Regions from separate parts of the Mus musculus genome. Here all the other regions are linked to region 2. A link is a contact called in public HiChIP or PLAC-seq data. All regions are on one chromosome and are shown on one strand. The core of a region is the stretch at or near the end of the contact, and the rest is flanking DNA. Distances in the headings are between cores, read along the strand shown. Region 1 has its middle 19 kb from the start of 1700094M24Rik. Region 2 overlaps Jazf1 (JAZF zinc finger 1). Region 3 has its middle 52 kb from the start of Evx1os.

Region 1 (4,937 bases), core at 1,560-4,059, 350 kb before region 2:
CTGAAGCATCAGAGCTGCTACAGAGCACCGCAGCCGTGGGATGGGAAGAGCTCGTTCTTGAGTCTCCTTTGGATGTCATCATTTGATTAAGTCCTGGCCACTGTGAGGCAAGCAGGAGTGATGGGCACAAATTCTGGGACAGGAAAAGAAGAAAGGCAACAGTCCCTTCTCTTTTCTCTTCTGGAGGGTTGGCACATGGATGCCTTGGTGGTTGGTACAACAATCATGTCATACCACAAGGCAGAAGCCACATGCGGAGCCAAAGCCCTGGCCTGTCCAGCTGCCCTGCTTCCTCATTTTTATTTTTCCTTCTTAGATTTGTGGCTCTCTCTTGCTAACACTCTGGCTTCTATCATGGTGACAGTTACAGCAAAAAAAAAAATTTAAGGTCTATAGCTTTATACTGTCTGAGCTTGGGCAATGCCATGCCCTCCTTAGATGTTGGTTCAAGATAACAAAAATCTCCTGTGCCTTTGTAAGTGGTGCAACCATTTCCTCTGCTGTTATGAGTCACAGGCTATAGAGGACACAACAAGACAAAAAATGGGTGAGCTGAGGTGCATCAGCATTAAAATATCTGGGCTTTCAAGGACATTATACAGGAAATGAAAAGAGAATATTGGGAAAATTTTGGAAATCGCACATCTGATGAACATCTGACATCTGGACAGCTATAAAGGACTCTTACAGCTCAACAAAAACCCAGTTTAAAAGTGGGCATCTGGGCTTGGTAACATACATCTCACTTAGAGGCTGAGGCTAGAGTGTCGCCGTGAGTTCAAGGGCAGCCTAGGCTAGCAAAATGCTACCCCAGACACAGCAATAACAACAGAAAGCAGCAGAACAAAGAGGGGGTGCTTTGTCATGTATTTATTCAGAGGACAACACTAATGGCCAATAGACACTGGAAGGTGCTCAAGAGCTTAGCCCTTAGTTAAATGCAGATCAAAGCAAAGCAATGAGTTATTCCATACCGACTAGAGCATCCATGAGCAAGGAGGATGCTTAAGAAAAAATAATCCAAGGGTGACGGTGGTGGTGGCAGGGAGCAAGCATTAGAGGACATGAAGAAATTGTGATCTTTATTCCTGGGTGGAATATAAATGCATTGTCTGTGGTAAATTGGTTGCCAGTTTCTCGAAAAGAAGTGAAACATAAAATTACATTTCCCTCGGGGATCCTACTGCTCTGAAGACTGAAAAGAATGGGAAACAAGAATTTTAACAGAGACAGGTACGTATGCATGCTTAGGGTAGCATTGCTCATGATAAGCAAGAGCTGGAGAGATCAAAAGGCCCATCGAGCATGACTAAACAGAGCCAGTAGAATATTATCTAGCACCAAAAAAAAAACAAAGTATGACATGTGTTACAACACAAGTGACACTTGAAAACATTATGCTAGGTAGGAGAGGTCAGACTTGAAAAGGTGACATGTGTGGTTTCATTGGTACAAAATATCCAGAGAAGATCAATCCATAGGGACAGAGAGTAGCTTGGTTATTTTCAGGAGACAGAGAGAGAAGAAAATGGAGGAGGGCCATGACATATATGGGTTTCCTTCTGAGTTGATGAAAATGTTTGAGAACTAGTGGTATGGTGTTTAAGAAACACTTTGACTGTACTAAATGTCATAGGACGATTCATTTTAAAAATTGCCAATTTATGTTATAGGAATTTTTACCTCAGCTGGAACATACCACAACACACACACACACACACACACACACACGTACACACGTACACACACACACACATGCACGTACACAAACCCCTAAAGGCCTCAGAACAATAAGAGTATTTCCGAAAAGATACCCAGCAGTGCAGGGGTCTGCTCGAAGGATGCTGTGAGCCATCTAAGCAACAGGGCCACTAATGAGCTCCCTCCTCCCTGGAAGCCCACATCCCTCCTCCTCCTCCCTTGCTCCTCTCAGCTATTCATTAGGCTCCAACCTGCTACTTGTCAGGTAGCATTAGTTGTCAGGGCTTCCAGGGGACTTGTGCGCCCTTGTTCTCCCTGATTCCTTATTTATTATGTTAATGAGAACATGATCAAGCCTCGGAGCAGACGTTCCAAGGTGGATACCAGGGCGGTAGTCCACGACAATTGTCCACATGGTACTGTAGTGCTGCACCCGATAAGAGCTTTGTTTGGTTTGGAACTCAACTTGGGATCGCACTTGCTCTGGGTTCTTTAGAAAGTCAGTTATTTTGAGTTCTCTAATCTTAAAAAAAGGGCTAAATAACACTTTCATTATTATTTTTAATATCCCCCAAACCAAGAGCTTTGCACCATCTCACCTGGACAGCAGCTGTGCGACACCTCACCTATACATCGTACCCCGCCATCCTCCCTCCTCCCACCCTCCCTCCTCATCAGGCTCTCTGCTGCCTTTTATTTTTCTCCTTCTAACCTAACAACACACTGTCACACCCAAGCCGCGAGGGGTGTGTTTGTGTGTGTGTGTGTGTGTGTGTGTGTGTGTGTGTGTGTGTGTGTGTGTGTGTCACACCTTCCAGAGCCCACAGCTCACTCAGGAGGAAAGGCAAGTCCCCACCCGAGCCTTCCTGGTCCTCCCTAACCTCGAAGACCCTCCTCCTACCACCGCTCACTCCAGTTTGGTTCAGTGTTCTCTGTTCCCACCTGGGGAGGGGGGCGATGTGAGTTTGCTGTTCTTTCTCTCTGGATGATTGTTCATAACTTTGCACCCCCACCCCTTTCACAAACCCATCTCAGCAGCCAGAGAGAGATTTTCACGCCGGTGCTCTCCCCTCCCCTTCCATGCCTAATTTGGCTTTGTGGCCCATCACGTTTAACCGCAGCATTTAGTGCCAGGCGCACTGTTTGCGCCTTGTTATTTGTCTTCCCTTTGAGGCAAGCCCTAAGAGCCGTTTCTGTTTGTTTCTGTTATGCTTTATCTCACAGACTAATTCCAAGCAACCCGAATAGTATCTGGCCTGGCACACAGCACACGGTCCATAAATACTTGGTGAATGAGTTATTTTGAAGATCAGGGACAATGGATAGAAAAACGGGAAGAGAAAGGCACGGCATTTAATTATTCATGTCAAACCCAACTGCCTTATGCCAGTAGAAAAGGTGATATTTATAAGAAAAAAAAATTCTGTCTTTTCACTGTGCAGAAACCACCAGGACCCCACCAAGAGGCAGATGTCACAGACTCGTGAGTTTCAACCCCGAAAGGCAGCCATGTAATCCTTGTCCCAGAACTTCCCACATCCTGAGCATAGACTTCCAATGAGCAGACTGAGGCGAGAGTCAAAAAGGTTGCGTTGTGTCACAGTGGGAGTGGGATTTTGTGGACATATCCGACCAGGTTTGTGGGCATATCCGACCAGGTTTTTATTTGCTACTACAAAATTAAATTACGAATGAATTTAGTTCAATCAAAACTTAGAAACCTGAACAGAAAGTGCATGTGAGTACACATGTGTGCAGGTATGAGTGTGCTAGTGCATGTGAGAGCGAATACATGTGTGTGCTCATGCACGTGTGTATATGTGCTCGTGTGTGTGTGTGTGTGTGTGTGTGTGTGTGTGTGTGTGTGTGTGTGTGAGTTGGAGTGGGGAGAATGGTGAGAGAGACAAATCACACAGAGGTCAGGCCTGACAGGAAAGTTCCTTCTTAAAGTCTTATAAATAGAAGGTAATTTCTAAAATGTCAAGGGTTTCTTGGCTCAATTAAAATTATTTGTAGCACAAATGGTTGAGATCGGGGAGTGCTTTAAGCAGGGAAGATGCAGTCACCGGAGTAATAAGGGCCCAGGGTTCTTCTTGATAAGCATTATTCAAACTCATGGAGTTCCCGACGACAACGAGGCAGATGCCAGGGTAAAAGAGGTGGAGCAGCTTCAGGCCCCCACCTTCCTGCCCCCACCTGGAAACTCAAAAGTGCCACCAGCCATTTTGCAATCAAAACAACTTCATTCCCTGTGTCCATTGGGGAAGAAAGAGCCGTAACTCAGTGCATCCAGACTTAGGGAGACTGGGAACGGCTCCGGTGCTCCAGGCCTGAGCAAAAGCATCTATCCTTCTTTCTAAATACGGTTTGGAGTCTGTGCCTGTCATCTCCTAAAGGATGAATTTTGCAAATATTATGAAGTTATCCATTTGGGAAACAAAAAAAAAAATCTCTTCTATACCCAGGTTTTGTCATAGACAGATAGTTCTTTACACAGCAAGCCCAGGAATATTCAGGCGCTGCCTCCTAAAGTCCAATGAAGTGTCGATTCAAGCCAGAGGCATGATTATTTATTGTCAACACAGACTGTCATCACTTAAGGCCACCGTCAGAAAAAAAAAATGGCTGATGATTGATACTGACGGCAATGATGATTGCTCTTGCAATAAGCTTAATTAAGATAATGAACTGCTATTGCATGTGGCTTCCTTGGGACACCGGTGGGATAATGTGTCTGTGCCACAAGGACATCACCAGCCAGCACGGCCATCTTAGCTCAGTCCTGACACGAGTGGGAGCCCTGGAGGCAGTGAGTGTGACTCCTGTGGTCCGTCCCTTCTGTCCCTAGATCCTTGTTCCTCTCACACTCGGCAGACGATAGACTGAGGGTGGCATCAGGGTCCCCTGGTCACTGGGTCTGCTTCAAATGCAGCCCAGCAGAAGGTCCAGAAATCAAAGTCAGTCTGCAATCATTTGAAATGTCCCTCAAAACCATACGTTTGGAAACACATTTGCTCCGCAGCTGATGGTGCTGTTTGGAGAGGTTGTAGAACCTTCCAGACATAGGGTCTAGCTAGCTGACAGGCCATAGAGGTAGAACTTACATGGGGGGCGGGGGGTGGTGGTGGTGGTGATTCCTGACAGCCATGGAACGTCAGTCTCCATGCCTTCTTCACCATGATGGTCTGTGTCCTGTAGAGCCCAAACCAAGCCTCCCTGCCCAGAGAGAGAGCTCA
Region 2 (4,755 bases), core at 137-2,636:
AGGTGGATGCCAAGGCTGGGCACTGCTAGGTGGATGCCAAGGCTGGGCACTGCTAGGTGGATGCCAAGGCTGGGCACTGCTAGGTGGATGCCAAGGCTGGGCACTGCTAGGTGGATGCCAAGGCTGGGCACTGCTAGGTGGATGCCAAGGCTGGGCACTGCTAGGTGGATGCTAAGGCTGGGCACTGCTAGGTGGATGCTAAGGCTGGGCACTGCTAGGTGGATGCTAAGGCTGGACACTGCTAGGTGGATGCCAAGGCTGGGCACTGCTAGATGGATGCAGCACGGTTATACCGAGGCCTCCTTCCGCTGGAAGGTTGGATCCAGCCCTTCCAGGAATGGAGGCTCTGCGGCGGCGGCGCAGATGGGAGGCTACTCTGCATTGTGTGCTGGTACTTTTGCTGTTCTCTAAGCTGAGGAGCAAAAAGAAATGTCCCAAAGCCACTGTGTAGTAATCCTTTGAAATGAGTTTGTATTTCACAAGATCTCCCAGCTACCTTAACCCACATCCTTCACCCCATACACAGCTCCATAAATGAGGGAATTTATAGGTTATTTGGAAGAAAAAGAGCAGGGTATTTAAACTTTAAAAAAATGTCACTGTACTTAACTGTTAATGAAGTGTTGTGTGGTGGGGCCTCCAGCTCTTCTGCTGTTTGTAGCCAGCAGCCCTCATTTGCATGCCCAGGGCAAGCACTAATCCTTACCATCAGCTGCTCCCCAGAAAAGCATTCACCCCATAATACTGTTCATCCTGCTGGTTTATTTAGCAAAGCCTTTCTTCCCAGCATACACAGGCTTCCATTTCAGGCCAAGCTGATTACCCCAGATTCCTAATTAGTGCTAATTAAAGCTTTAATGGATAGCAGCCAGAATTTAAAAGCATGCCACCTCCTTTAAAGACCCATGGCTGGTTCAGGGCAGGAATGAGCCAGCCCCAGGACTTCCCATGGAGTGACACAAGCTCCTGGGTACCTTGGCACACAACATGCAGGCCACGGCTGGTGACCTGGAGCCTCTCCATCCTGTTTTCCCAAGGAAAGCAAGCTGCTTGCTCCAATCAACCTCTAAATGTCTACTGAAGTCAGGGATAGTTTTCAAGGAGGACATCATTCAGTATTCCCGACAAGGTCAGCCTCAGAGCGATTTCCCCACTCTTGTCATGGCGGGGAAACAAGACAAAATACCCTAACTAAAATAATTCTGAGGAGTCCAGTAAACCTTTGTTGGGCTGGAAAAGCCTTCTCATACTGACCCTGCTGCAGGGGAATAGCTCAGAACATTCCTGGTATGTCAAGCCCGAAGGCAGCAGTCTAAATCTACCCTTTTCTTATACCATCTCTGCAATGTGCAAGCTGACTCATCGTAAACATGGCCAGACTGAGTCATCAATGTTCACAACACGGAAAGAAGAGAGGATCTGGAGTTTACCATGAGCTCATGAGTGCCCAAGGAGATGCTGAGTCACAGGGGTTCTGAGTCACCAGCCTGGCTGCTGGGAACTGAACTTAAGTCCTGTGCTAGCTTGGCAAGTACTCTCAACACGAAGCCATCCCTGCAGCCCCACATCTAGATTTTGAGAACATTCTGTGCTAGGTGCTTTGCTCCCGAGACAGGGTTTCATGCTGTCAGACAGATCTCAATCTTACCATCTATAAGTAGACAAGGATGGTCAGAATTTCTCATTCTCCTGCTCCCACTTCCCATCTGAGGTTAGTAGAATATGCCACCACGCCTAGCTTACGTGGTGGTGCTGGGGATCAAACCTTTTGCGCACACTTGGCAAGCTCTCTCCTAACAGTCTGTTTAAATTCCCACAGCACGGTTGGCAGCGGGACCTGTGTGAAGACCACTGAAACAGAGATCTCTTTCTGGCACAAGGTGTCCCCTCCACTGTGCTGTTTTTGCTGCTAAGGAGAATTTTGTTTGGAAGTGCTGAGACTCAAGTGACAGTGAGACTCCAAGGGTGTGTACAAGGGGTGAGCAGTCACACCCTAGAGGAGGAAACATGGAGGGCTAGCATGGAAAGGTGGGAGAGGGCTAAGGCCGAGTCTTAGGCAATACCCCTGCTTCTTCAGAGGAAGGCAAGCCGTCCAAATGATTTCAGAGATAGCTTTAAATTTTTTTAAAGGTAACACACCTTTTATTTGCTGTGTTTTTGACGACTATTTGGGGCACAAATATAAAAATAAAAAATACATTTTTCCATTTTTCCTGTGTGTGTTGTGTAGTGTGTGGTGCAAGCTCAGTAGGGCTCATGTGTTCAATAGCACATGCCTGTGCTCACGTGGAGACCAGAGTGACTGCCGGCGTTTCCTCTCCTCGGCTCCTGCCTTGCTTGGTCTTTACCTGGACCTGCCTTGTTTGCTGCTCCTCCTCTGCCTTTCCTCCTCTGCTGGGGTTGCTGGCATGCGCAGCCACACTGGGGTTTTTACAAGGGTGCTGGGATTTGAACTCAGGTCCTCGTGCTCTCAGAGCAAGTAATCTTACCCACAAAGCCGTGTCCCTAATCCCAAAAACTTACTTTTGTAATGAAATCACATGATTTATTCATGTGTTTGTTCAGCTGTTTTGCACAAAAATTTATTTTCTTTCATGGCTGGGAATGGTGGCATGGTCTGTGGCCTCATCATTTGGGAGGATGAAGGAAGAGGACATAAGGCTACCTAGGCACACAGGGACACTGGTTTACAACCCCAAGAGTAGCAAGCGAGAACAAACAGAAGCAAAGCTCAGCAGGGATGGCTGTCTTCCAGCCTGGCTGAAGTACATGGGGTATGGAAAATGTCAGTGTGGGCTCAGGGCTTGGTCAGTGGCAGGCTTGGTGCAATAAGGAGCTGAAACTTCATCTCAAAATGCCCACAAACCACTAGATAAGTAAGAAACTCTGGGGCGGAGGAGATGGTTCACTGGATAAAATACTTACTGCTCAATCACTGATGGCAGGAATTCAGTTCCTCAGCCCCCATGGAAAACTGGGTGTGGGGCCATTTGGTAGGGGGATGGCAGACAGACCTAGTTGCTTGCTGGTCAGCTGGCACAGCCGAAGTGTCACCCTTAAGCTCAGGGAGAGACCCTGTCCCAAGAATAATGTTAAGAGAGACAGAGACAGAGACACCTGACACTGACCTCTGGCCTCCACAAGTGCATATACACGTGAGTGTGCTCACAGGTACAAATGCATATACACGTATACACACGTGCACATGCACGCACAGTCATACATACACACAAACTAGCTCTCATTTCAAAAGGAAACTCCCACCTACTTGTCAATGGCTGTAGATGATGCAGAGAATGACTGGTGTGTAAGGTGTTTATTTTAAAGGCACCAAAGATGTACTTCACATTGTCTGGTACATAGTTTCTTATAAAATATGTTTCTTGGTTATTTATTAAAGTTTTCTACATTCTTGAAAATTTCATGTTTGTATACAATGAAACGTGATCACATGCTCCCCCTTCCTCCAGCTCCTGCCACATCCCCTACAGCAAGTCCTCCTTCCAGCTTTGTGTGTGTGTGTACACAGTAAGTCTAATTAGTGCTGTGCATGGGTGTGAAGTCATGCTGGAACATGGTAAACCTAATAATGGAATGTCCTTAAACAAGGATTCTCCCTCCTTGAGCAGTGGCCAACTGCCAATAGCTCCCCAGCATGGGGTGGGGCCTGGAGAGCACCTCCCCTCTCTATACCAAAATTAGAGCAGTTCTTATGTAGGGAATGGTTAGTTTCAACTGTCAATGTGATGCAATCTAGAGTCACCTAGGAAGAAGGTCTCAGTGACAGACTATCTAGATGAGGCATGGCCATGGGGGACTGTCTAAAGCATGTTGAGATGGGAACATCTACCCACTGTAGGTGGCTCCATTCCCTGGGCTCAGGATCCTGAAATATGTAAGAATGGAGACCTTAGCGAGCTGAGCTCAAGTCTTCCTTCATTCTCTCTCTCTCTCTCTGCCCTTGACTGCAGACATGACTAGCTACTTCCAGCTCCTGCCTTGACTTCCCTGCAGTGGAAATGTGAGATGAAATGAACCTTTTGTCTTCTAAATTGCTTTCTCACAGTGACAGGAACTGAAACCAGGACAGGAATTATGACAAAGGTGTCAGCAAGGTATTGAGATCAGGGTGAAGGTTACAAAAAAACAAAACAAAACAAAACAAGCAAAGAAACTTGAAAAAAAAAACTGATTAAGACATTTGCTTCCTTTACCTCTGTAATCAACAACAGGAGCTTGGTGGCTATTCATGCCTCCTGTGGCCCTAAGGACATAATGAAGGATTTAGCAGAGGAATTCATGCTTCTTCATGGAATGCTGGAAGCAGTCAGACAAAGTGCTAGGCTTGGCTATTAAAACTGGGAAAGCCTAGGGAGGGAGCAGCAAGGCCCCCACCACCCCAACCTGGCTTGTGATTGGCACAGGGCATTTCCAGCCACTGCTGCTAAATTACACAGCCGGTCCTGGCCTCATTCATGCAATTAACCAGACTTTCTTCAAGTCTGTATCGACCCCTGGGAGAGCATGAGGAATTTGTGAAGAGACATTATATCTTTGAGGATACTGGGCAGCCATTTAGTGGGTAATTCACTGAAAGGAACCCAGTGTCTTTGAAGGAGTTAATTCAACTCCTGAGGCGGGGGAGTCAGCCTCCTCATCAGGCCTAGTGGGGTGAAGGGAGGGCATTACAGAACAGATAACTACTTTTTAAAAAAGCTTTTCTAACCATGCAATTCATTAAGAAAAGGAAAACTC
Region 3 (4,661 bases), core at 812-3,311, 460 kb before region 2:
GTCTAAAAGAGATCCTATCTGACAGAGATAAAAGTTGAGAAGCAAATCTGTCCTTCTGTTAGCTCCAGATATATCTGGCCGTGCTGGGAGGAGGAGCCTGCCTGGAGCCAGGGATATCTGGTGCTAACTGTTCGGAGTGTGGATTTGTTTGAGCAATGTGTTCTATTTGCAGTCTGGAAAAAGCTCAGCTAGAACACAGACCAAAACAAAACTAAACAATATAGATGAGATTAAAAGTAATTTCAATAAAATAGCACTGTTTAAACTCTGCTTTAATGCTCACCTTTTCCTTTAGCGGTGTGTCCTGGGAGATAGGATGGTTAATTATTTATGATGGGCATTAAGCATGAGCTGCTGGTAAGGCATTGCTTAGAGACTGTAGAGAACGTGCCAAGGAAAGAAAACTCACCTCTTATTAGAAAATCAGCGTTGAGACTATATCATCGGTTACTCTTACCAGTTTGTTTGGGACTTAGCTCTGGGAAGCCCAAGGAGCTGAGGTTTAATCTTTTGTGAAACTCATTCTCTTAAGCTGCTGCCTGGTTTTGGCCTGGTTGGCCTCATAGATTTTTCAAGATTTTCTTTTTCTTTTCTTTTTCGAGACAAAGTCTTGCCAGGTAGCCATGGCTGGCCTGGGAGACCAGGCTGGCCTTGAACTCATAGAGGTCTAGTTTTGTCTTCCTTCTTAAGTGTTGGGATTAAAGGTGTGTACTCTCATTTTACCTTGGATATAGTACTGGAGACTGGAGTGGACAGTAGTCTCCCTCCCTTCTCCCACCAAGCCCCTTTCTCCTTCTTCTCCTCCTCTCCCTGTTTCTTGCTTATCTTTCAGTTTAAGCAGTATACAATGTTGTAGGGAGTCGAGGTAGCCCTGAGTGAAAGCGTATTGTTTGACATGGGTATATCTGAATACCTCAGACCTACAGAAATGGCCAAGCCTTCTTCTGGTTGGAGTTCGAATACTGGCCATATGTGCTAAAGTTAGCAACTGCAAATTCTCACATGTTCACAGCCTCAGACTGGTGCCTACAGAGACCTGCTAACCAAGACTAGCTGACTCTTCCCGCCCTGTGCTGCACAGGATAAATGCACTGAGGTTTCAGGTTGTTGAAGGGTTGGTGTCACCCTGCCAGAGTGGGCAGGACCCACCTAACCCTGGCTTTCCTGTATAGATGACTGTTGTCTATCATTCCTTCTTCTCTCTCTCTCTCTCTCTCTTTAGGTTTTTTAGGTTTTAGGTTTTTCGAGACATTTACATTTGCAGAATGTAAAGGGGAGACATGTAATGAAGGCATTTGTCTTATCAATCATGAGCCTGCATGCTCAGGATTTGAAGTGACTTCTCTTTGAGCAAAAACAAAAGGTAGAATTCCTGCCGGAGTTTCCTAAATATATATTCCCCATAACAGCCCAGGGCTGAGGGGAAAGTTGTTACCAAGGCAATGGTTTGAAGACTGTGAGGCTGGCTCTCCTCTCTGAATTCAGGCTATGGGGTGGGGTTGGAGTTCTTTTGCAGCCAGGGAGTGATTAGAGGGCTTCTGCATGTATCTGCATATTTCCTCAAATGTGATCCACAGGCCACAGTGCAATTAAAGCGCAAAGCACCAAGTTTAGTTTTTGAATGCAGAGAGGATCTGGGCCTGACTTGCATATTAAAGGCATCCATGAGCACAGACTGTCAATCCATCATCTGTTTACCTGTCATACACTTCCAGGGTGATCTTACCTCTAATTATTTTAAAGACAAGATCACACGTCTAGGACTTAGAATATAATTACTAAGAACTTACTAGTAACTCAAAGAGCAAGACTCCAACCCGGAAACATACCTCACGCAACCATATTTTTGCCAGCTTGTAGTTTACACTCCTGTTATCTGTGGCACTCTTCTCCCGTGGAGTGCCACTTATACATGGCTGCCCAGCCTGCTTGAGACAACAGGCCCCTGGAACAAGAGTTAGCATATAAAGTGCGGTGGTCGGGGCAACGATCTTCTCCCCAGGGCTCCCTTTTATCAACCAACCCTGGCCACAGAATAGAGCCCACTGTTTTATGTTTCAATCGTACCATATGGCACGACGTGAGTGTGCTTTAATGACTTATTAGCATATTCCTCCAACGAGGCTTTCCTAGTTACACCAGCCTGACAAAATCTGAATTTCAAAATATTTGCAGCAAATGTCCTACAGTGAGCCAGGCTTGGTTGTTCACGCGCTCATTCATCTTTCTCATGCCGATGGCTACGGAAGCCATCGGGTCAGCCAGTCCTCTCTCACCCTGGACCTAAACACTTTCTGGAATGTCCACACTATTATTTAGGTGCTTCGGGTCCCTGTGGCATGGGGATTCCCCACTCTGCTTAGATCCTGGGTTTTTAACTAATACTTCCCCTGCCTTCTGAGACCTTGATCTTCTTTTGTGGGGAATGAGACTCCTCTGGCTGCTTGCCTCATTAAAAAGGCTGGGAGCATTTGGGACAGAACCAGGCACCAGATCAAGTTTGGGGCTCAGGGTTTCTCACTGTGGCTTTGCTAGGGGACAAAAGCCCCAGGGTGGGTCGTGTTTCCACTGTGACCGCTCTAATGAACATGGGCTGTGTGGGGAGGGAGGTGCGCAGAGCAAAGCCACCATATTCCCTACAGAGGACCTGGCTGGCCTCTGTCTACTGCCCATGCCTCAGCATCTGCTTTTGCTGTTTAGATACAGGAGAATGTGTCTCTCTTTCTTGTTTTCCCAAGTCAGTTCTCGGTACCTCTGGTGAGTCAGGATGATGCCGGTGGAGGCTGCCAGAGACCACCTGAGACAAAGTGACTGTCCCAGTGACCCCCAAAGTCAGCCTGCTGCTTTTTCTTTCTGGATAACTGCAGTAACATGAGGGTGTGACTATTGATTTTAATTAAAAAGAAAAAGCTTCCAACTTTATGGCACACACGGTCACAGATGCCTTCTAGATTATTCTCATTAGAGGTAGCCATTGATACCATTACTTTGAATGAGCTGTGATCAATTGCCTGATGGATAGTTTTTTTTTTTTTAGGGGGAGAGTTGTTGTTTCTGGTAAGAAAAGAGACAGACTTAGCTAAGCAGAGTCTTGTCTTTATTTCTACTTCCTTCTTGTGTGTCACGTCCATGAGATGGCTGGATGGATATACGACAGTGGTCTTGTCCTCACGAGATGAACAAAAACATAAAAGCTGATAAAAGAAACTAAAACAAGTAGCCAGGTATGGTAGCACAAACCTGTAGTCTAGCACTGGAGAATCTGAGGCAGGAGGACTGCAAGTTTGAGAACAGAGGCCATATAAAGAAACAAATAGAAGAAAGAAAGCTAACAGGAAATGAAACAATAAACCACACATGCTGAAGGCACAGTAGGGCTGGGGATGCAACTCAGCTGGCAGAGAGTGTGCCTGTCATGCACAAAGCCCTGGGCTCAGTTCCCAGCACTGTATAACCTCTGCGTGGTGGCACAGTCTGGAGGCAGAAAGATCAAGAGTCATCCTAACTACAAAGTGAGGTTCACGTCAGCCTGGGGCTATGTAAGACCTTCACCCCTCCAAAAACGGGAGCGGAACTATTACTTGAATTTTTCCAAAATATTCTTTTTTTCTGAAATTAGGAGACAGAAGCCAGAGAGGCTGAGACACCGGCCCAAGATGAACTGAGGAAGTCCTCTGCTTTCAAATCCTGTGCTTCATGCGTACTATCACTGTGACCCCGCCCCCGCCAGAATGAATAGGGTTAAGGCTAAGGGGTGCTATATGAGTGGGTGCTTAATCTGAGTCTCCCTCCCTGCCCCCCACAGTGAGGGTGTGGTCAGCAGACAGTCCTCCACGCGTCAGAAGAGGCCCTTTACTGGAGGCTGACTTGGCTGGTGCCTTGATCTCAGACTTCCAGCTCCTGGTTCTGTTAGAAATAAGTTTCCTAGAGCACATAAACCAAACAGTATTAAATTATGCCAATTATTATAGCTAGGCATGGTGACATACACCTGCAAGGTAACCCCAAAGGCAGGGCAGGGTGATCTGGAGTCACAGAGTGAGTTTGTTTCAAAACAATACAATAAACAATAAACCATAAACAATGAACACATTATATCGATGGCAAATTCTTTCTGCTCGGCTACATCTCTAACCAGTGTTTCTGTCTGCTGCTTACGTCGACATAGCAGAGCAGGACAAGCAGGCACAGCTGCTGTGTGCCTCTGGCTGGGGGAAGAAACGGACTCTCAGAAAGATAAAGTGCTTTCAAAGCCACAGAGCTAATAAATGTCGCCCTCCCTTTCTTCAAGAGGTGATTGAGCAGCCCGTGGCCAGTGTGTGGTCACTCCTGTTAATAACCTCAGAGGAGATTATCTCAACTTCTAAACCGGTAACAATGATGCTTCAGGACAGGAGCTGGCAAGCTTCTCCTGGAATGAGCTGGACGGCATGTAGTTCAGGCTTTCTGGGCCACTTGACTGCTGTTGTAGCTGCCCAGCTCTGGGGCTGTAAGTGCATCCATGAGCAGTATCTGGCTGGACATGCAGGCATGAGCTCTGACGAAGCCACATCTGCAAGGTCAGGTGACTCACAGCATTTGGTCCATAACCTCAGACCACAGTTTGCCAACAGCTGTTTAAAACCGTGAAGCTACGGTGCTGTTGGAATGAATTGCAGTGG

What was found. HiChIP or PLAC-seq counts read pairs in DNA pulled down with a chosen protein or histone mark.
Region 1: a contact with region 2 is called in a FOXA1 HiChIP or PLAC-seq map of pancreatic cancer cells. The contact joins two enhancer-like sites. A contact is called at or near these places in 4 of 484 Hi-C or Micro-C datasets (the Ba/F3 cell line, the HPC-7 cell line, embryonic stem cells and 1 more) and 3 of 115 datasets of contacts at active chromatin or transcription factors (embryonic stem cells, large pre-B cells and pancreatic cancer cells).
Region 3: a contact with region 2 is called in an H3K4me3 HiChIP or PLAC-seq map of embryonic basal ganglia, with 4 times the contacts expected there. The contact joins two enhancer-like sites. A contact is called at or near these places in 2 of 115 datasets of contacts at active chromatin or transcription factors (astrocytes and embryonic basal ganglia) and 2 of 9 other capture datasets (embryonic tail and embryonic trunk).

What each region holds. Positions count from the first base shown.
Region 1 is chr6:52,471,327-52,476,263 of GRCm38.p6, forward strand. No RefSeq gene overlaps it. Among named protein-coding and RNA genes, the nearest start is that of 1700094M24Rik, 19 kb to the right of the region's middle. Within about 2 kb of position 2,810, at least 13 of the 459 cell types and tissues checked have an H3K27ac peak or open chromatin away from gene starts, as enhancers often do. A contact at or near this core is called in pancreatic cancer cells, where this site is marked.
Region 2 is chr6:52,824,320-52,829,074 of GRCm38.p6, forward strand. The region is part of intron 2 of Jazf1 (JAZF zinc finger 1); the gene reads right to left. Among named protein-coding and RNA genes, the nearest start is that of Gm52904, 28 kb to the left of the region's middle. Within about 2 kb of position 1,387, at least 150 of the 459 cell types and tissues checked have an H3K27ac peak or open chromatin away from gene starts, as enhancers often do. A contact at or near this core is called in embryonic basal ganglia and pancreatic cancer cells, where this site is marked.
Region 3 is chr6:52,364,695-52,369,355 of GRCm38.p6, forward strand. No RefSeq gene overlaps it. Among named protein-coding and RNA genes, the nearest start is that of Evx1os, 52 kb to the left of the region's middle. RefSeq lists an enhancer at 470-3,530. Within about 2 kb of position 2,062, at least 10 of the 459 cell types and tissues checked have an H3K27ac peak or open chromatin away from gene starts, as enhancers often do. A contact at or near this core is called in embryonic basal ganglia, where this site is marked.